Regions from separate parts of the Mus musculus genome. Here regions 1 and 2 are each linked to region 3. The links are chromatin contacts, called in public HiChIP or PLAC-seq maps. All regions are on one chromosome and are shown on one strand. Each heading gives the region's core, a stretch centred on a gene start, on an enhancer-like site or on the middle of the called end of the contact. The rest is flanking DNA. Distances are from core to core; before and after follow the strand shown. Region 1 holds the start of Gas8 (growth arrest specific 8). Region 2 overlaps Fanca (Fanconi anemia, complementation group A). Region 3 holds the start of Cdt1 (chromatin licensing and DNA replication factor 1).

Region 1 (4,331 bases), core at 1,230-3,729, 950 kb after region 3:
AACAACGGTGTGGAAGTGTAAGCCGAGTATGTATTTCTCCCCAAGTTGTTTCGGTCGTGGTGTTTCCTCACAGAAATTGTAACCCTAACTAAGATACACAGTATCTCTTTACTCCTAGAGATCTAAAGATGCCCGGCACAGAGACCGACAGACAGCAACTTTCTCCAGGTTGCACAATTCAGGGTTAGAAGTCAGAAGGCCCAATCTAAAATCCATTTACACTTTTACAAAAAAACAAAAACAAAACAACAAAGGAAATTATCAGAGAAGATGAGTTATTCATAACTGAACAGGCTGAGGGGAATTTGAGTGGATGAAATAAGTTGGTACTGCCTTGGGCAGAATGGATGGCTAGGACAGTAGCCAAAAAGCTTCATTGAATCAAGTAGGGTCTGAGTCAAAGCTCTGGCTTTCTGCCCAGCTCTAGTGGACACAAGGTAGCCTGTGGCCTTTAAGCTTGAAGGCCGATTTCAGAAAGTTAAATAGTTCTTAGTTTACAAAACAAGGGAACATCCCCACCAGCTGGCTAAAGCCCTCTGAAACCCCACCAGGCCTGGCTGAGTCAGTGCTCGGTCCTTGGTCATTCCTTTCCTCCCTGGGACAAAACCAGGGTTATAAGGTTAGCTTAGGGGGAGGGGGAGGGCTGGAGAGATGGCTCAGCGGTTAAGAGCACTAAGTTCAAATCCCAGCAACCACATGGTGGCTCACAACCATCCCTAATGAGATCTGATGCCTTCTTCTGGGGTGTCTGAAGACAGCTACAGTGTACTTAAAATAAATAAATCTTAAAAAAAAAAAAAAGAAAAAGAGGGTTGGGCATAGGCCACTATTAGGTACCTGGGACATTAGCAGGCTGTGCTTTCCAAAATAGTAAAGCAGTTAAAATGTCAGGGAGCCAATCATGGTGCTACACACCTGTCCCAAATGCTTCACAGGTGGAGGCAGGAGGAGCAGTTCATGTTCATCTCTGATCTTGCTGATGGTCTGGCTTTGAGGTCAGCCTTGGCTACATGGACTCCGCCTCAACAAACAAGCCAAAACTGCTGGAACCATTTCTTCCAGAACCGTACCATCAGGATCTTTTAGCTGCAGTGCTGTTGGAGCCTGTGACTGCACTGGCTAGTAGAGTGTGGGAGATGTGAGACAGTGCAACTCCCAAGGCTAGGTCTTTAGGAAAGAAATCCAGCTTTCTTGGAAGGCTCCCGTAAAAAACAGGCTACCCGGAGTCCACCTGTGTATGTTCCGGCTGACAATCTGAGCTCTCGGCTGACAGCATTCGACAGCTGACCTAACTGTGCTCAGGTGCTTCTAGGTGCTGCTTTTGAGTTTCCCAGGCGAGTGGGGCTCGCCTTAAAGTTCACTGACAGCAAACAGCGTGGCGGCTATGTTGGACTTTTGTTAAGATTTACTACAAATAAGCCACTGTTAGAATGCTCACAAGGATCCGGTGTTGTTCTTCCAGCGGGCCATTCTTCAAGAATCTGGGAGAGGGGACACTGGGAGGTTGGGTTAGCAAACAGGGGAGTCTCATTGCTAGGAGCCTCAGATCCCCACCACTGAGCAATCTTTCTCTCCTGCTGCATCCACTTATGGGTGTGGAATCTTCATCCTCAGAGCAGGCAGAGGAGCATAACCTGCTGTCCCTTCTGTTTCTGTTTTACCCTGTCCTGCTAAGCCACTTTGTTGTTGTTTTGCTTTTGTTTTGTTTCTCTTTCTTTTTATGTATGTGCATACACTGCAGCTGTACAGATGGTTGTGAGCCTTTATGTGGTTGTTATGCAGGGTGCAGCCCTGCTCCAAGCAACTCCAATCAACTCGCTTATTTATTATTATAAATAAATACACTGTAGCTGACTTCAGACGCATCAGAAGAGGGCGTCAGGTCTCATTATGGGTGGTTCTACCTTCAGAAGAGCAGTCAGTGCTCTTACCCGCTGAGCCATCTCTCCAGCATTTTTTTCTTTTTTTTTTTTTTTTTTTTTTTTTTTTTTTTGAGACAGGGTTTTTGGTATGTAGCCCAGGCTAGCTTCCAACGCATGCAGTCTTCCTCTCAGCTTCCCCAGTGGTCGCAGGCATAACACCCTTAGCGTTTTTCTTTCTGGAAGCCCAGCTTTACACGTTCAGTCTCATCAGAGCAGCATGTGGAAGGAATTTTCACAAGCAGGGCAAGGTGGATGGGCCGCAGGAGCGGGCTCTTAGCTCAATATTTGCATCCAATTTGGGAACTTGGCTTGGGAGGCAGATTAATCATTCAGACTTTTCTCTTTATCCGTTCCTCCTTGTGAGCGCCCGCCATGTAGACTCTGGAGAACCCGAGGAACCACAATAGGTTTCTTCTGTAGCCCAAGTTGTAGTGGGAGAGAGACCAGCAATACACCGAGGGCAACACTAGCTCTTCTGGCGCGTTGTTAGGGACGCACTCCCGGTTGCCCAGGTCCCTTAGGGCGGGGGTGGGTGGGAGGGGAGAACTGGAGGATAGTCTCGCGAGGATTTGAGAACCAGCACGGGATCTAGTCGGAGTTGCCAGGAGACCGCGCAGCCTCCTCTGACCAGCGCCCATCCCGGATTAGTGGAAGTGCTGGACTGCTGGCACCATGGTGAGTCGGCCTGTGCTCGGAGTGTCCAGTGCACAGAGAACCTGGGAGGCTTTCGTGCAGAAATGTGGAGAGGGTCGGGTCCCCGGGACTGGGAGGGCCTGCAATTTTGGATTACTAGAATGGAGAGCTGGGCGCAGTTCTTCCGTGTGGTCCCGGTTGGGGAGGCCAGGAGGCCGGGGCCTGCATTCAGGTTCTCTGGGATGATCATCACACTGGCTAGACTGAGAGTCCAGTGTGCAAGGCGTCCAGAAATCAGAAGCTGAGTCCGTCAGATCCTTGGGACCAGTACTTAAGGGCTCAGGGGTCAATTAAGTGTCCACAGGGCGCAGAATCCGGCACAGGAGAAACCCCGAGAACTCGGAGGTGGAAAACCTAGCGTGTACCATGTGGCCGGAGGCCTCCCTACCAAGGGCAGAGTGTCATGGAGTGACCAGGGATACACACCTTGGGTATCTCAGGCTCCTGAGAAGAAGAAGGCCGAAGCCCCCTGTCTCCTTTATTTTTCTCACATAATGCCCCGCCCCACCCAGGAGATAGATGCTGTCAGTAGTGCAGTGTCTTGGCAGATGTGCTAGGGCATGGGTCATTAGCTGGTGGGGTGGCATCTTCCTGCGTCTGCCTGCCTGGAACTATGGCCGATATTAACTGCTGCTTAATCTTCCCGCCAAGCATTTATGGCCTTGTCAAGGCTGCTAGAATAAAGCAGGCCCTGTGAGCAGTGTCTGCTGGGAACATCTGCAGACAGACACAGTGTGTGCGGTGTGCTCAAGACCAGAGTTCCCTGAAGTGGGTTCATAATGGCAGACACGAGTCAGGAAGCCTCAGATTCGGTCATTGCTGTGAGGTCTCTCCAAAAGGCTTATTCTCGGTCCTTGCTGATGAGGGTCTTCTGTGTCTCTGTGGTGGCTATGAAGCGTGGTTGCCAGTATACTTGTGGGGTGGGGCGGGTGTGTGTGTGTGTGTATCCCTCCTTTTTAAAGCCCAGATAAGTTTTTCTTTTTATCTTTTAGGTTTCCACACTACCTCCTCAAATGCTGCCTTTCCCAAAACACCCCTTCTCCACCCCCCCATAAGTTTTTCTTTTTTTTTTTTTAATGTAAGATTTGTTTTATATATGTGAGTACACTGCTGCTGTCCTCCAACACACCAGAAGAGGGCATCAGACCCCATTACAGATGGTTGTGAGCCACCATGTGGTTGCTGGGAATTGAACTCAGGACCTCTGGAAGAGCAGTCAGTGCTCTTAACCTCTGAGCCATCTCTCCAAAAGAATGTTTTTAACCGTAACAAAGAAATTCTTGTCCTACATCCAGGAGTGAATGGGTTTGAAGTGTTTTCTTTCTCCTTCCCTTCCCCCTTAGTGCTTCTCCAAATGAGATCTCTCTCCCTCCCCACCTCTGGTATATTAATGGGGGGGAGGGATCAGTATAATGATACCCCCTAGGTAAATGTTCCAGTCAGCACTGTGTGAACAGTCAAGGTCAAGATTCTAAACAGGCATTCCTTCCCCTTATGCCTGTGTGAACCGAGTCAGTCAAAGAGGGACACCCTGAGGTAGAGCTGACCATGTGAGCAGTCAGTCCATCAAGGAGGGACACCCTGAGATAGAGTTGTCCTGTACTTAACTCAGTCCTCTCTTCTTCACACAAAGGCACCCAAAAAGAAAGGGAAGAAGGGGAAAGCCAAAGGGACCGCGATTGTTGATGGCGTCGCACCAGAGGACATGACCAAGGA
Region 2 (4,526 bases), core at 1,484-3,983, 710 kb after region 3:
TCTGCTGAGTCGGGCACCGTTATGCAAACGTCATAAATACCTTAGCAGAGGGCAGGTTTGCTGCAGCAAACACATGGAGCTCTGTCCTCTCACTCACCTGTAGCCTGGAAAGAATATCCTTGTTTCCTGTGCGGCCACCAAGAACCAGGTCTGAGTCCTCTGAGTGATTGTAACTCCTCGAACTGAGAAGGAAACAGGAGCCTGCTCAGTGCTGCTGCGGTGCCGTCAGCAGAGCTGGCTGTGGTGCCCCTCCCTCCCCCCATCTCCACAGCGGAGCGTCTGCGGGTAACTGACAGCACGAAACTACCGACTACCAACAAAGGAAAGAATGGCAGGACACATGCATGCACCTTCTGCACTCAAGAGGCAGAGACAGGAGGATGACTGCAAGTTTGATGCCAACTTGGCCAACACAGCAAGTTCCAGGCCAGCCATGGCTAAACTGCAAAAGCTTATCTAAAGAAAGGGGAGTGTCTGAGGGACAGCTCAGTGGTTAAGAATGTGTGTCCACTCCAAGTGGCCGACCGACACCCTCTCCTGGCTTCTGCATTTGTGTTTGAGCATAGACACACACACACACACACACACACACACACACACACACACACACACACACCTACCTTTGTTTTTAAGGGAAGAAAAATTTACCACAACCAAGTGTGCTTTCTCGTCCGAGGTTTACCATCTGCTAACTAATCATACCCTTGACAATGGCACAAAGCTGCAGGGTGTCACCAACGAGGGACATGACTTCACAGGCAATAAAGCCTGAGCAACTCACTCAGAAAGAAGCTGCAGAAAGGAACTGAGTTTGCTACGTCAATAAACAAACCTCAGCTGTATTTCTATACGTTATCCATGAATAATTTTTAAAAAAGCCAGTCCTTCTATTTACAGTCACACTGAAAAGAAGATGTGCAGGCAGGAGGATTTCTGGGAGTTCAAGGTCAGCCTAATCGACATATCAAGTTCTAGGCTAGACAAAGCTACACAGTGAGACTATGTCTTTAGACAAAATAAAAATAAAACAGCAGAAGTAACCAAATGCCTACTGATGGACATGGGATGATAAAGATGATTATAAAGATGATGTATACTGTTTAGTGTCGGGAGCCATCTCGGAAAGGCTATGGCTAGCAGGCGGTCTTCCTGAGACGGATTCATCATGGATTGTGAACTATGGCCCTGTATGCAAGACCTGAGGGACAAATCTCAGGGTTTGATTCCTGCAGCTGATATGCCTTTCCTGTCCTTATTAATATAATAATCCTTCTGCATTAGCCCACCCTGCTGGGCAGATTTTATGCAGACCAGCGAAGATGGACTGTTTTATAGTGATGCTATACAAACAAATAGGTGATTTATTAATTCCTAGTGATGATTCTATAAGAATTCCTAAAATTAAACTAGTAATTATTAAGCCTTTTATAGTTAGGGCTACAACTAGAACTCTCTGATATAAAACCTCACCGTTAACTTACACTAATTTTCAATGAACCTGTGGAGCTAGTGAGAGAAAATGAATGTCCAGTTAGATAACTGGCTTCAATGGAAACACATACAAACATCTCTGTTGTAAACATCTTATGCAATTTATGATTTGAATTTGTTTAAACTTGTGGTAAATTACCATGTGATCTATTCTCCTAAAAAGGTACAAAAAAACCCTAGAAATGTCATTAGGTGGCAAAAGGAGAGGACAGAATTGGAAGGAAGAGGAAGAGAACAGTATGCAGAATGCAGAGAGAAAGACAAAGAAGAAGCTACAGAGAGAGCAGCAGGCTTCTCCTCACCATGAGATGGAGGAGCAGGGCTTTGCGTAACAAGGCAGGCTGTCTTACTAAAGAGGACAGCGCTTTCTTCTTACAGACTCGGGTTTAATTCATTTCGCAATAAAAAGGTAGAAGCTTCTCCTTTCTCTGTGCAGTAAAGGTTGGAGCTCATTTTTCACCCAGAATGACTGAGTTCTTTCTGTGCTGGCAGCTGGGCTTTTGCTCCATCTGCATATGTAAGTATGGATGTGTGTATCTAAGTATGTAGATATGAGATAAGTAGTTGGTTGGACCCAACAGGAGTGTATGTAGGTATATGAACGTGTGTGCATGAATGTGTATATGAATGTGTGTATGTGTTTATGTACATTTGCTTGTGTAAAACTGTTTCCTTCTGTGATCTTGACTCGTCTCTTGCTTGGTTCAATACAAGTTTATTGCTCCAAACCTCCCTCCAGCCTGGCAAGCAAGAGGCAGAGGCACAAGGCTATTGGGCAAGAGAGAGAGAAGCCATACCAGTTATGTAGTCCCCTGCTGTAGCCGCCCTACCAGTTACTTAGTCTCCTGCTGTTAAGCAACAGGTGTTGATTCGCCCAGAGGCCTGCAGCTTCTGCTTCAGTGTGACGGAAATGTCATCATAGAAGGCAACCCTAATCTCTTGCAAGGCCAAGTCTTGCTCCCACCACTGCTCTTCCCCTTCAGCTTCCTTCAAGAGAGGACCCGGGTGGCCTAAGCTCCCAGCAGCTCGGTAGCATCACATATCCATAAAGGGATGAAATACTACTGCATGGATGGACCCTGAAAATATCTGCCCAGTGCTTAAGCCAGGAACACATCCCACATGCGATTCTGTTTCTATGAAATGCCCAGAGCAGGCAGCTCTGCCGGCAAGAGGTAGACTGCTAAGGGCTGGGGGTCTGCGCAGCAGTCACAGGCACATGCAATATACGCCTCCTCCAGAGTTGCTCAAGAGACGAAGGGGAAGAGGGGACTGACCAGTTTCACTTTGCTGTAACCCTCAGGAGGCTGAGACTGAAAGATTGAATTCTAGATGAGTCGGCTACAGAGTGAGACCCTGGACAAGTAACTTCCTACAGTGCTATTGCACGGACATGAATGATCACCATGAAGAAGCCATGGTGTGAGTTTCAATGACTGAGGAATTCCACACAGAAGACGACACTGAGTTTCTTTGAGTTGTGCTGACCCGTGCTGTCACTAGCAGAGAGCAGGAGGTTTGAGGACTGTGTGGCTGACCTTTGGTGGAAGTCCATGATCTCGCTGACAAGGACTGTGCACGCCTCTTCCAGGTCTCCACCACAGCCGCCCAAAGCCGTCGGAGCTGGCAAGTAGCGCTCATAGATTGCCCATTGATGGAAGTCATGTCTGCAATGGTGGAAGGCCGAGGTCAACACTGAGCAACACTTTGTAACCATCCTGAAGTGGTCTCTCTCAGAAGAACACAGTGCCAGTGACTGGGCAGTGGGAGCTAGCCCCAGCAGCCTGAGAGCTCACAGGTGAGTGAGGATCCATTGTCTGCAAGACAGGGGACAGAGCTGTGGCCAAGCCGTCTTTCCTATGCACCAGGGAAGGGCCTCAAGGACATGGTGACTGTTTTAAGTGGAAACAGCCAAACACAAGTGAGGTAGCTCACACCACAAAGACCAGGCGAGGTTCACGGAGAGGCACTTTGTCCATGTGGGCTGATATCTCAAGCATTAGGAGTGTGACTAAAGCAGGGAGGATGGCTGGGAATGGAGCCATCTGTGGGGAGCTTCCCTAGCATGGAAAAAGCCTTCGCTTCCAGCAAAAAGAGGGGTGGGCGGGGAACCCCTAAAACACTTCTTAAAAAAAAAGTCTAAATACGATCTCAAGATAACAGTGACCCAAGGGGTTAAAACTTGAGCCTGAGCCTGGTGAGGCGGCTCAGCTTTTAAGAGCTCTGGCTGCTTTGGCAAAGGACCTAGGTTCACATCCCAGCACTGATGTGGCAGCTGCATCTGTCTGCAACTTTAGTTCCAAAATATCTACCACCTTCTTCTGACCCCTGCAGGTCACTCACGCGTGCGCACACACACACACACACCCATACATATCAAATAAAAGTAAATAATTTTTTAAAGCGAAGTTATGAGGCCTTTAACAACAGCATCCTGTCACGATGCACTCAGTTTCTAGTGCCTACCTCAAGTAACTCCTAGGAGCCTGCCCACCCATATACCCCCATTACCTCAATCAGACAGCCCAAGTGGTCACTTGTTCTTACAGGGCCTATTTTATAGCCTCAGACCACTCATTGTGTCTACTGTGGTTTTACCAAAGTGCACAGAAAAAAAAAAGTATGTGTGTGTGCATACACATACATATATACATTCTCTCAATATAGGCTCTGGTGGGTTTAGGTTCCCTGCATAGACCTCATTTGTCTTTATCTGTACAAGGGTACTATATATATATATATATATATATATATATATATATATATATATATGTATATATGTAGCATGTCTTTGTTACGCTGTAACCCCAGCGTCTGGGGCATGTTGGCACATGGGTCTGTGGTTTCTCAATAAAGAAGTGAATGGCTGAGGGTGTGCTCACGCGCTCCTCAGTTAACCGGAACGTCCGTCACTCAGGACGGCTGTATGGACAGGCTGTGGTGATGCTTCAGTGGCCGGCTTACCTTTCCATGTCTGAGAGAACATCCGCTTCAGGTTGAATTTCCAGTTCCAGCTGTACCCAATCTCTGTAAGT
Region 3 (4,656 bases), core at 407-2,906:
TTAAACTCTGTAGACCAGGCTGGCTTCGAACTCAGAGAGCCACCTGCCTCTGCCTCTCAAGAGCTGAGATTAAAGGTTTGCCCAGGCCACTGCCTGGACTAGTTCAAAGTCATTTGACAGGGTTTCATGTATTCCCAGACCAGAGTAGAACTTGAGTCTCCTCCCTAAGCCTCTGAAGTGCTACAGTCACACGTGTGAGCTACCAGGTTTCCACACCTATGCCTTTTCTCCTTTTTTATTAATTTCAGTCAGGGAAATTAATTCCCAGCCCATGGAATAGTGGCATCCAAATTAGGGTGTGTCTTCCCACTTTAATTAGCCTCAACTAGAAAATCCCTCATGGGCATGCCCAGAGGCATGGGCCGCATTCCTCATGGCTGCAAATATCAAAGAAAGGGACTCTATTCCCAAACGCTCAAGCGGCTGTGTTAGGCTTGATGCCTCTGGAACTTCCTGTTTGCTTGCTGTCTTACATTATGGGGGATCACTAGTATACCAGAGCACTCTCTGATCCTAGAACATCGGATTAGCTCAGCCATGTGTCACTTATCTAATCAGCTTCGATCAGGAGGCAGCTGGCTTTGTCTTGTCACTGGGCCAAACCAAGAATTCCCGCAGGGTTCCAAGGCTGTGCCCTCCCAAAGGCCAACTTGGCAGGGATGTAGAATGGTTACTATGGCTGGCCATGAGGCTCCAGGGTGTAGTACACTCAGGAGGTAGGAGCAACCAAGTCTCCAAACTTCTAAATCTTGGTCCTTTACTTCACAGCTGCAGATGCAGTTTAGCCTGATGCGCTGGACTGTGCATGATCCCACTTCCTGAGAAATCTCCTTCGGTGCAGCGTGTGCTTACAGCTGCTATCCAGGTTTCCCAGTTCCTGCTTCTCCACTGTCCCCTCACCCTCATGAGAGCCACCTTTGCCCAAAATGATCATACTGTCTGCATGGCCACTTCCTCCAGGAGTTGGGAGCATTGGGTGGGTGACTGCCATCTGATGAGGAAAGCAGACCTGCGTGGCCTCTCTGAATTTTCCCATGCTTCTAGGCCGCTTCCTGCCAAGGCGTAACTCCAACCTCTGCAGTCCTTAGCCCGGATGTGGCTAGGAAAATGAGATGCTTTTGGAGCCGGTTCGGCGGCATGAGTCGTCCTGGGTACTCATCTCGCTCATGGGACCGGACACTCAGCAGTTGCGTGTGACTCAGACCCAGCTACTTGGCTAGCCTTGGAGACCGGGCTAGTATTTTGTAAATGGGAACAACAGGAGCAGAAGTGTCTCCTTTCACGTGATTGCCTCTTTGCTGGGCCAAGAGCTGTCAGGGCCGCAGCCGCCGCTGTCCACACCGCGCGCCAAGTGGCTTTGAGAACCTTACGCACCACAGCCCCGCAGCCCGCGGAAACCACGCGGATCGCGGATGTACTACGCTGCACGCCAGCGCGCCAGCGCACAGGAGTCAAATAGTCTCCTGCCCCCAACCCTCCAGCCCCGGCCGCTCCCATTCTCGGTCCTCAATCCAAAGCTGCCGCGGGGGTGGTGGCCCGGCATGGCGCATGCGTCTCTTGGTGCCTACTAGCGCGCATGCCCCGGAGCGCGCACATTTCCCCCCTCCCAGAACTGTGCGTGGTGGTACGGCCTGGGCGGGGCGAGGCTGAAGCCGCGAAAGTTGCGCGGAATCCGCGGGAACTACCTTTTTGGCGCCATGGCGCAAAGTCGTGTTACCGATTTCTATGCGTGCCGTCGCCCTGGCCTTACGACTCCGCGGGCCAAGTCGATCTGTCTCACCCCGAGCCCTGGTGGCCTCGTGGCTCCTGCGTTCACCCGGAGCAGCAGCCGCAAGCGCGCCCGGCCCCCAGCCGAACCCGGGAGTGACCAGCCCGCGCCGCTCGCGCGCCGGAGGTTACGGCTGCCTGGATTGGTAAGGAGCGCGCGGGAGTCCCCCCAGAGGACCCTTGGTTAGGACAAGAGAACCAGGTTCTCGGGCGCCGAGGCAGAGGACTGGAGGAATAGAGTCGCGAGCAGGCTGGGCGCTTTTTCCTCTCCCCAGGGCATTGCTGACGTAGGCAGAGGGTACCTGGGCTTCCGGGGAGGCCGCAGCTGGCGGGGGTGAATTGTGGTGGTGTGGGGGTTATGCAAAGAATTGAGGGCTGGAGAGATGGCTCAGCGGTTAAGAGCACTGACTGCTCTTCCGAAGGTCCTGAGTTCAAATCCCAGCAACCACATGGTGGCTCACAGCCATCTGTAGTGAGATCTGATGCCCTCTTCTAGGGTGTCTGAAGACAGCTACCGTGTACTTACATATAATAATAAATAAATCTTTAAGTAGGAGTGAGCAGGGCCAAGCTGAAGTGAGAGAGGTCAACCAGAGCAAACAGAGATCCTAAATTCAAATTCCCAGCAACCACATGACAGCTCACAACCATCAATACAGCTACAGTGTATTCATATACATATAAATAAACAAATAAACCTTTAAAAAAAAAAGAATTGAGCTGGAGTTCCTGAAATGGAGAGAGGGCCCTGGAGGGCCAGGCCTGCGAGCTGCTTCAAGACTGGACAGACCAGGTGGATCTTTCCTAACTGCTTCATCAAGCATCTCCATAGACAGGCACCCCCTAGCGCCTGACTCCTGCCCTCCGAGTCGAGTGAACTGATACCCTAGTTCTGGCTCAGCAGGGAGCAGGTACCCCTTCCCACCCCCAGTTTATTGTTCTGTGCCTTCTTAATCGCCAGGACTCCTGCCCCAGTTCTCTGCCTGAGCCCAGTTCCCCAGCTGAGCCCAGCCCTCCAGCTGACCCTAGCCCTCCAGCTGACCCTGGCTCCCCCGTTTGCCCATCCCCCGTCAAGCGAACAAAGAGTACAACTGTTTATGTTGGTCAACAGCCGGGCAAGGTAAGAAGGCTGGACTGAGGGTGGGCTGTGGGCAGGGGCATGCGGAATTTGCAGAACTGACAGTGCCTATGTCCCCAGATCCCCTCAGAGGACTCCGTCTCTGAGCTCCAGTCCTGCCTGAGGCGGGCACGGAAGTTGGGAGCCCAGGCACGGGCCCTGAGAGCCCGAGTCCAAGAGAATGCTGTGGAGCCTAGTACCCCAGATGCCAAGGTGCCCACAGAGCAACCATGGTGAGTCCTAGTGGGGCCACAAGGTTAAGGCGAGGACAGACCTTTGGGAGGCGCTGTGGGGTCTGAGTGGGTGGATGGCCTAAACCGTACCTCAGTCTCCTCCCTACCACTATGCCCTTGTCCCTCACTTGAAAAGGACATTGTCAACTCCTCCTGCACGTGGCTTGTTCTAAGTACTGTGAACCCCTGTGCCTGTCTGTGACTGTCTGCCTCTCCAAGCTGAGGGTGCAGAGCTAGTGTGTGGAGCAGGTTTCTCATCTCTTTCTGATGCTGCCCTCAGGTAGCATTAGATCTGTGGGGACTTTGCAAATGGGTAGTTTTGGGGTTCTGGGTCACAGTGTCCTCTCCTACCCTGTGGTCTGGTGGTGGTGGTGGTGGGGTCAAACCGTGTGGTTTGATAGTCTAATGGGAATGCCTCTCTTTGACAGTGTCGAGAAAGCTCCTGCCTACCAGCGCTTCCATGCTCTGGCTCAGCCTGGTCTCCCAGGCCTTGTCCTACCCTACAAGTATCAGGTGCTAGTTGAGATGTTCCGCAGCATGGACACCATTGTGAGCATGCTCCACAATCGCTCTGAGACTGTGACCTTTGCCAAAGTCAAGCAAGGTGTTCAGGAGATGATGCGCAAGTGAGTGGTGTGGGGGAGGGGACCTAGCTGCCCCCAGTGTCTGTCCGGTGCCCGCCTGCCTGGTCCCTCTCATTCTGCCCTCTCTCCCATAGGCGCTTTGAAGAGCGCAATGTGGGCCAGATCAAAACCGTGTATCCCACGTCGTATCGCTTCCGCCAGGAGTGCAATGTCCCCACCTTCAAGGACAGCATCAAGAGATCTGATTACCAGCTCACCATCGAGCCCTTGCTGGGCCAGGGTGAGTCTTTGGCGAGGCCCTGGGCCTTCTCGATCCTCTTGGACTTGCGGCTGGGCAGTTGGACGGGTTGGGGCTCACCACAGGTGGTCTTTGGCTTACAGAGGCTGGCGGTGCCACCCAGCTCACAGCCACGTGCCTCCTGCAGCGCCGGCAAGTCTTCCGGCAGAACCTGGTGGAACGTGTCAAGGAACAGCACAAGGTGAGGGCCTGGGTTTCTGGAGGCTCAAGCAGGCTCAGTCCCTGCTCCGAGTGGACAGTGGCCTTAATCACTCTGCTCTCTATGTAGCTGCTTTTCTGGCCTCAAATGTGAAGAAAGGTTCCTCTGAGTCCCTGCCTTAGTGAGGGGTTTGCTGCTGGGAGCAGGTACCATGACCAAGGCAACTCTTACAGGGACGACATTTAATTGGGGTTGGCTCGCAGGTTCAGAGGTTCAGTCCATTATCATCGAGGTGGGAGCATGGCAGCATCCAGGCAGGCATGATGCAGGAGGAGCTGAGAGTTCTACATCTTCATCTGAAGGCCACTAGCAGAATACTGGTTGCCAGGCAGCTAGGATAAAGGTCTTAAAGCCCACGTCCATAGTGACAAACCTACCCCAACAAGGCCACTCCCTGGGCCGAGCATCACAGTCCCTTGCTATAGTTTTCTTTAAATGTAAGAAGGGCTGATACCTAC

Evidence for each region. HiChIP or PLAC-seq counts read pairs in DNA pulled down with a chosen protein or histone mark.
Region 1: a contact with region 3 is called in an H3K27ac HiChIP or PLAC-seq map of embryonic stem cells, with 12 times the contacts expected there. The contact joins the promoter of Gas8 here to the promoter of Cdt1 in region 3. A contact is called at or near these places in 1 of 39 promoter capture datasets (liver) and 4 of 115 datasets of contacts at active chromatin or transcription factors (embryonic stem cells, extraembryonic endoderm stem cells and large pre-B cells).
Region 2: a contact with region 3 is called in an H3K27ac HiChIP or PLAC-seq map of acute myeloid leukemia, with 3 times the contacts expected there. The contact joins the enhancer-like site here to the promoter of Cdt1 in region 3. A contact is called at or near these places in 3 of 39 promoter capture datasets (the HPC-7 cell line, cranial neural crest and liver), 4 of 115 datasets of contacts at active chromatin or transcription factors (acute myeloid leukemia, astrocytes, bone marrow-derived dendritic cells and 1 more) and 1 of 9 other capture datasets (adipose tissue).

Annotation. Positions count from the first base shown.
Region 1 is chr8:123,516,356-123,520,686 of GRCm38.p6, forward strand. Gas8 (growth arrest specific 8) reads left to right here and starts at 2,480. Exons shown (of 11, transcript NM_018855.2): 1 at 2,480-2,597; 2 at 4,249-4,331. The coding sequence starts at 2,595. It also overlaps a transcript of Dbndd1 not described here.
Region 2 is chr8:123,278,163-123,282,688 of GRCm38.p6, forward strand. It overlaps Fanca (Fanconi anemia, complementation group A), which reads right to left. Exons shown (of 43, transcript NM_016925.3): 29 at 4,456-4,526; 30 at 3,030-3,158; 31 at 98-182. Among named protein-coding and RNA genes, the nearest start is that of Vps9d1, 26 kb to the left of the region's middle. Within about 2 kb of position 2,734, at least 34 of the 459 cell types and tissues checked have an H3K27ac peak or open chromatin away from gene starts, as enhancers often do. A contact at or near this core is called in acute myeloid leukemia and bone marrow-derived dendritic cells, where this site is marked.
Region 3 is chr8:122,566,359-122,571,014 of GRCm38.p6, forward strand. It overlaps Cdt1 (chromatin licensing and DNA replication factor 1), which reads left to right and starts at 1,657. Exons shown (of 10, transcript NM_026014.3): 1 at 1,657-1,913; 2 at 2,729-2,887; 3 at 2,966-3,117; 4 at 3,546-3,743; 5 at 3,836-3,981; 6 at 4,083-4,180. The coding sequence starts at 1,698.